Linked DNA regions of Ovis aries: region 2 is linked to region 1. The links are chromatin contacts, called in public Hi-C maps. All regions are on one chromosome and are shown on one strand. The core of a region is the stretch at or near the end of the contact, and the rest is flanking DNA. Distances in the headings are between cores, read along the strand shown.

Region 1 (2,781 bases), core at 207-2,706:
GAGCTCCCTTAAAGAGAGAGGCAGGCTAATATTAGAAGAAGTGGAAATCCCTAACGGAGGGAAGCTGGACATTGAGAGCAGTCACTCTTATAACTCGCCAATAGAGTTTCTCTAACGCCTGGTCCGATCAAGTGTCAGTCTGGAGGCCCTTGAGGTCTATTTCAATACTGTGATGGTTACCTACACAGCTATCTTCAGGGTTCCTCGGGACTGAAGACTGACTACTTTTGAAAGCAATTTTCCCTCCTTTTATGATGTATCTGAGCTCTGTGACCGCGCATGCCGAAACAGAAGGGTGTGAGCCGGTATGTTTCCTCACACTAAAGCCTGCCCTTAGAGGCTTGGTTGGCTGACTCGGTTTCCCGCAACTCGCACTTTGAGAACGAAGCCGCGCAGGGGTCCCCACCAGTCCCCGCGTCCTTACCTGCCGGCAGCCAGCGGCTGACTGCCCAGCCCTGCACAGCTCGGAGGTCGGCCCGCGTCCGCCGCAGCTCCTCCAGCACCGCGCCCAGGGCCCGCCCCGCCTCCTCCTGCGGCCGCGGCGCCCAGGCCTCTTCCAGTCGTGCCAGCCGGCGGCCAGCATTGCGGCTCGCCTGCAGCAGCTCGTCCAGCGCCCGGGCCAGCCTGGCTTCGGCGGGGGCCTCCGGCGCGCACAGGCTCTGCAGGCTGCCCGCCAGCCGGCCCAGCTCGGCCCTCAGCTTCTGCAGCTCTCCCTGGAGCACGGCTTCGGTGGCGTGCAGCAGCATGCCCTCCCGCATCTGCGAGTTCTCCAGCATGGTGAAGAGCTTGTCCCACTCGGAGTTCTCACGACTGCAGTCGCACGGCGTGGCTAGAGTGGGGAATATACACGCATTACAGACCTGACCCTCCCTCGGGTGTTCTTTGTAAAATGCCGACCTCCCTCGATGGTCGCCAAGTGACAGCCCGTCCCCAGGACCCCCTTCCCTTTAAGGAAACCTTGCAAGTTTTATAAGCCGAACTCGATGAAATTGCCGTTCATGGCAATTCTCTCAGAACAGGCGAATACCGGCGATTTCATACAGTTCGGCCCATTACGTATCTGAGAGAAGTAACTTTATGAAACCTCCTTTCCTGACGTGCTTTTCTCTTTGGCAAAACTCTTTTTTGGTTATTGTTGTTTATTGCATTGGCAACAGAATATATGTATAATACTTAGACCTAAGGAGGTAGATATGTAGTTAAGGGTTAGCAGAGAAAGAGTTAAAACGAACTTACGGTCCTCGGTGGGATGGAGTCCATCGTCTATTTCGTTGTCCAAATTCACATACATGAGCTCATAATCATCTGAGTTCTCCGCCGACACTGCAGACCAGAGAGCACAAAACAGAATCACAGAGATGTGCATTGCTGGAGAGACGACGTTCTTCCCACCGCTGTCGGGAGGGGACGAGGCAAGAGGCTCTCAGAGTGCAGGAGGAGCGGAGGAGAGTGCGAGTGAGAGGCAGGAGCTGAGGGCCCTTAATAAATGCTGGGGAAAGTCTGAATGGGGATGAATGAGTAATGCCAGTGGCACTGCCTTAACGGGATTTCCCCAGATTTGTGGGGGAGGGGGCTGGGGGAAAGGAGGGTGAAGGAGATGTGGGGGACGGGGGACGTTGCACAATAGTAAACCGCAAAGGTTTACAGTACAGTCAGATTAATTGGAGGAGTGTCAGAGGGGAAAGAAAGGGGAAGACAAGGCTAGGACTGTTTCCCCCTGGGGATTAGCTGTTGTAACTTGAATTGGTAGTACTGAAGGATGAGAGGGAGAGGAGAGGGATTAGGGGAATAGAGATTTAGGGGAATAGATTCAGCAGGCATAGAGGTGTGAAAACAAGAGCATCATCCCAGCATTTTGTGTGCGCTCTCATTATTTCACAACCCTTTACACATAGAAAACATTTTTTCACTTTTTCTTTGTACAGTTTTACAGGTCTAAGATGTGAAAGTTACTTTCTGATTTCAAGATAAACCAACACAGTAAGAATTTGTACGGTTCTATAATCCAAATCCATTTCAAGTCATTCCATCTTTAATCCTTCTGGAGTTACAACTATACTTTTATAAACATACTTTTTAATGAGAAGCACAGCAAAACCAGTAAACCGAAAATAAGGAGAAGTCGGGGGAAAGGAATAAACTGACTTTTTAGGTGTGTTTCTTTTCATAATCTATTATGTGGGTATCTTATTTCACTAGGCTCAGAGTCAAAGATCATGTTTTTAAAGTAAATTTAGGGATTCCCGCTTCTGTCAGTATATGGAGATCTATATAAGCTGAAAAAAAAAAAACCAAACTAGAAATGTGTTTACATTTGAATAATAATTAAAAACTTTAAATATACAAATAAGTTCCCAATAAAGTAAGGACAATATCCAGAGGCCAAGGGTGATAAGTCGCTTCAGTCATGTCCAACTCTTTGTGACCCTATGGACTGCAGCCCCGCTAGTCTCCTCTGTCCATTGAATTTCCCAGGCAAGAATACTGGAGTGAGTTGCCATGCCCTTCTCCAAGAGATCTTCCTGACCCAGGGATTGAACCCACATCTCTTATGTCTCTTTCATCGGCAGGTGGGTTCTTTACCACTAATGCCACCTACCCAAAGAGAGGGAACCAAAAACTGGTCAGTGAGCCCATGAGCTGAATCTAGAGCCCCCCTACACACACACACACACACACACACACACACACACACACGCGCACGCACACACATCAGGGGAGGTGAAGGGGGAAGAGATGTTTCAGTTCTGTGTTAACCAAGTGTTAAGGGCCACAAGGCTT
Region 2 (3,059 bases), core at 230-2,729, 260 kb after region 1:
CAAAGACACTCCAAATTTTCTGGTCCCTACTCAGCCTTTGGCTAGTGGCTATTTTGTTTGTATTTTGTCAATTTTGTCTATAAAATGGGTGTAGCAAAAAAAAAAAAATGGGTGTAAGAGAACCTACTTAATTAGATTGTAGTGCATTAATACAAGCAGAGCATTCAGAATAGCATCTGGCATTCAAGCACTCAGTATATGTTAGCTGCTACTACTACCACCACCATTATTTTATCATACTAATCTGCTTGCCCATGGCATTCATTTATGGACAAATGAAAATGTCTCTCTCACAGCTCTTCAGTTTTCTGAGACTGAAGATTGTTGATCCTTTGAACCCTATGGCCATCAATATTTTGAATTTCGTTCCTGGTGACGGACAGGGAGGCCTGGCGTGCTATTATGATTCATGGGGTCGCAAAGAGTCGGACACCACTGAGCGACTGAACTGAACTGAACAACTAGTTACCTCACATTACATATAATACTTCTTTTTACTCTTCAGTTACAAAGTAATAAATTATAACTACTGGTGCTGTTTATGTGACCACTAGTAGGCAAACCAAACGGCAACTCTTTATTTTGTAGCCATATTAGCAGATGCACCTGGAATAAGAGCTAAGGTTTAGGCACATTTCAGGCTGTTAAACATTTTTTATGATCAGGAAATATTCCAGTTCCATTTCACTCCAAGAGCAGAAGCAGCTAATAATAACCCTAATTCAAAACTATCAGGTAAATCACTCTAAGATATTTGTTATTGCTGTTGTTGTTTAGTCGCTAAGTCGCATCCGACTCTTTTGCGACCCCATGGATCCTAGCCCAGCAGGCTTCTCTGTCCTTGGGAGTCTCCAGGCAAGAATACTGGAGTGGGTTGCCATTTCCTTCTCCAAGGAGTCTTTCTGACCCAGGGACTGAACCTGCACCTCCTGCATTGGCAGGCGGTTTCTTCACCACTGAGCCAGGGAAGCCTGGAAGGCACTGAAACTGTTTTGCTTGAGAACTAAAAATGACACGTGGCCACTAGAGGGCATTTAAATGACGTAGTAGGTTTCAGCTTCACACTTGGATCTGTCTAAAATCCCAGCTGGTTTGCACTTGGCTCAAGCACTGTGATTCACATATTTTGACCCTGTGGGAACCCTTGAGGGAACTCTCATGATTTGGCTGAATGGAGGCTTGAGAATATCTACAATAGATCCTATAGCTATGGATGTAAAATAATAAAATACTTTTGGAGTTATGAAAAGAGAGAGATAATTTTAAATTTCAGCCTGAAATCTCTGGAACAATTTTTTTTTAAGTAAATTATTGAGGGCAAGATTGAGAGACTGGATAACTTATGTCTTTTCAATTCACATGTAACGTGAAGTCTTAATAACCACAGAGCAGTGTAATTCACTGACAGCTTGTCCCAGCTGACCAGAGGCACTGCAAAGGCTGGCCTCTACCCGGGTCCAACAGCCCAATCCTATCTGCCTTTCTCTCCTCAATTAATTCCTAGGAAAGGCCAGCTGTAGACTAGTGAAATAAATACCCTAGAGGAGAGAGAAATAGAAGCGAATCCTCCTGGAATAAAAAGGCTGATATAAAGAAAGAAGAATAGTCAGTTATTTTTTCACCTTCCACAAGAATATTAGTAGAGAAACATTTTAAATTTCAACAACCAAGACTTTAAAATAGCCATAAAGATGAAATGAAATAAGTACTGAAATAACCTATGAAATAAATGAAGAGGAAACCCTTCTATTTGGGGAGATTTTGCACAGAGACGCTGAGATGAGTAGTGAAGCTTTCTAGCTCTTTTCCTAGTTTTCAGAAGGTGCTCTTTAAAGCCCATGGTGCTTAATTCAAACTGTCCACTAAATGGCCCTAATACATCTGAGTTCCTTTAACTGGTGGAGCATTAAATCCCCTGTTAAAGTAGTTAATTATATTTGTGATTGAAGAAGTCATCTTCTAAGGGAAAATCATGCAGTGATCATCTACAAGGTTTAATAATGAATTATTAATTACCTGAAAAGATAGAGAATTGAACATGTGCTTTTTATCTCCTCTCTCAATGCCCTCCCCAACAAAATACAGGAAGGGAAAGTAAAAGTTACAAATCCACAAGGAAATAAAGAATAAGAGAGATCAAAATGAATGAGACTAACCCAATAAAAAGCTGAAAACAAGCACCTGCAGAGAAGGGAACAGTGATTAGCAAGCTCATCCCATCCTAGGACTTTGGGGACTCAGAGATCAAAAGCGCCTCTACCCCTTCCCAGAGGAAAGGCAGGGGCTGCGAACGAACTGAAAGTAGAATCACTTTAGGGGACGTCCACAGTCTAGTCTGCAGGACCTTCCAACCCATTTGCCCACTCATTTCCCAGAAAGCTGGAAGACCAGCCCGAAGGGCCCCCTCCAACACTAGAGAGCAAGTAGATCCTTCTGTGCTCTAACACTGGGCAAGCCCTCTAGAGATCGGCTCACTCCACCTTGTTAGTCCTCCACACATCAGGCTCCCACCTTCCCACGAAAATCAGCCTTCTGCATCCTCACTCTTATGACAGATAGCCAAGGCTCACCAAGCAATCTATGAAAATCTCCAACATAAGAGACACAGAACAAGACAAAAAGGAAAAAATAATAATAAAATTGAAGAAACAAAGACAATGCAGACAACAGAAGAAAATTTCAAAGAATTGAACTAGTATCCTCTGAAAAAGAAGGAAACCTGTTGGACCCATGACGCAGGAATAAGGTGCTATTTTAAAGGTTTTTCAAAAAGAAAGAAGTAATCAGAGAAAAAGGAAGGGCTTTTGAAAACTAACAGTATAAAAACTAGAATGAAAACTATTTAAAAAGAATCATCAGAAGAGAATTTTAAGGCAACGTCCCATAAAATAAAAGGAAAAAAGGCAAAAATGATAGTAACATTAGCAGGCAAATACAGGCTCCCCAATGTTAGACTAACAGAAGTTCTACAAAGAAATGAGAATAAAGCAAAGGGAGACACTTGTTGAATAAATAATAAAAGAATAGTCCCTCAAACTTAAAGAAATGAGTTTCCAAAT

Evidence for each region. Hi-C and Micro-C count contacts between places; a contact is called where the count stands out from the background.
Region 2: a contact with region 1 is called in a Hi-C map of tail adipose tissue, with 4 times the contacts expected there. The contact joins the enhancer-like site here to the promoter of PTX3 in region 1. A contact is called at or near these places in 6 of 16 Hi-C or Micro-C datasets (blood, hypothalamus, liver and 2 more).

Annotation. Positions count from the first base shown.
Region 1 is chr1:230,871,647-230,874,427 of ARS-UI_Ramb_v3.0, forward strand. PTX3 (pentraxin 3) reads right to left here and starts at 1,457. Exons shown (of 3, transcript XM_004003220.5): 1 at 1,237-1,457; 2 at 425-829. The coding sequence starts at 1,366. All of the region lies in intron 5 of VEPH1 (ventricular zone expressed PH domain containing 1), which reads left to right.
Region 2 is chr1:231,136,007-231,139,065 of ARS-UI_Ramb_v3.0, forward strand. No RefSeq gene overlaps it. Among named protein-coding and RNA genes, the nearest start is that of TRNAS-GGA, 19 kb to the right of the region's middle. Within about 2 kb of position 1,480, at least 3 of the 54 cell types and tissues checked have an H3K27ac peak or open chromatin away from gene starts, as enhancers often do. A contact at or near this core is called in tail adipose tissue, where this site is marked.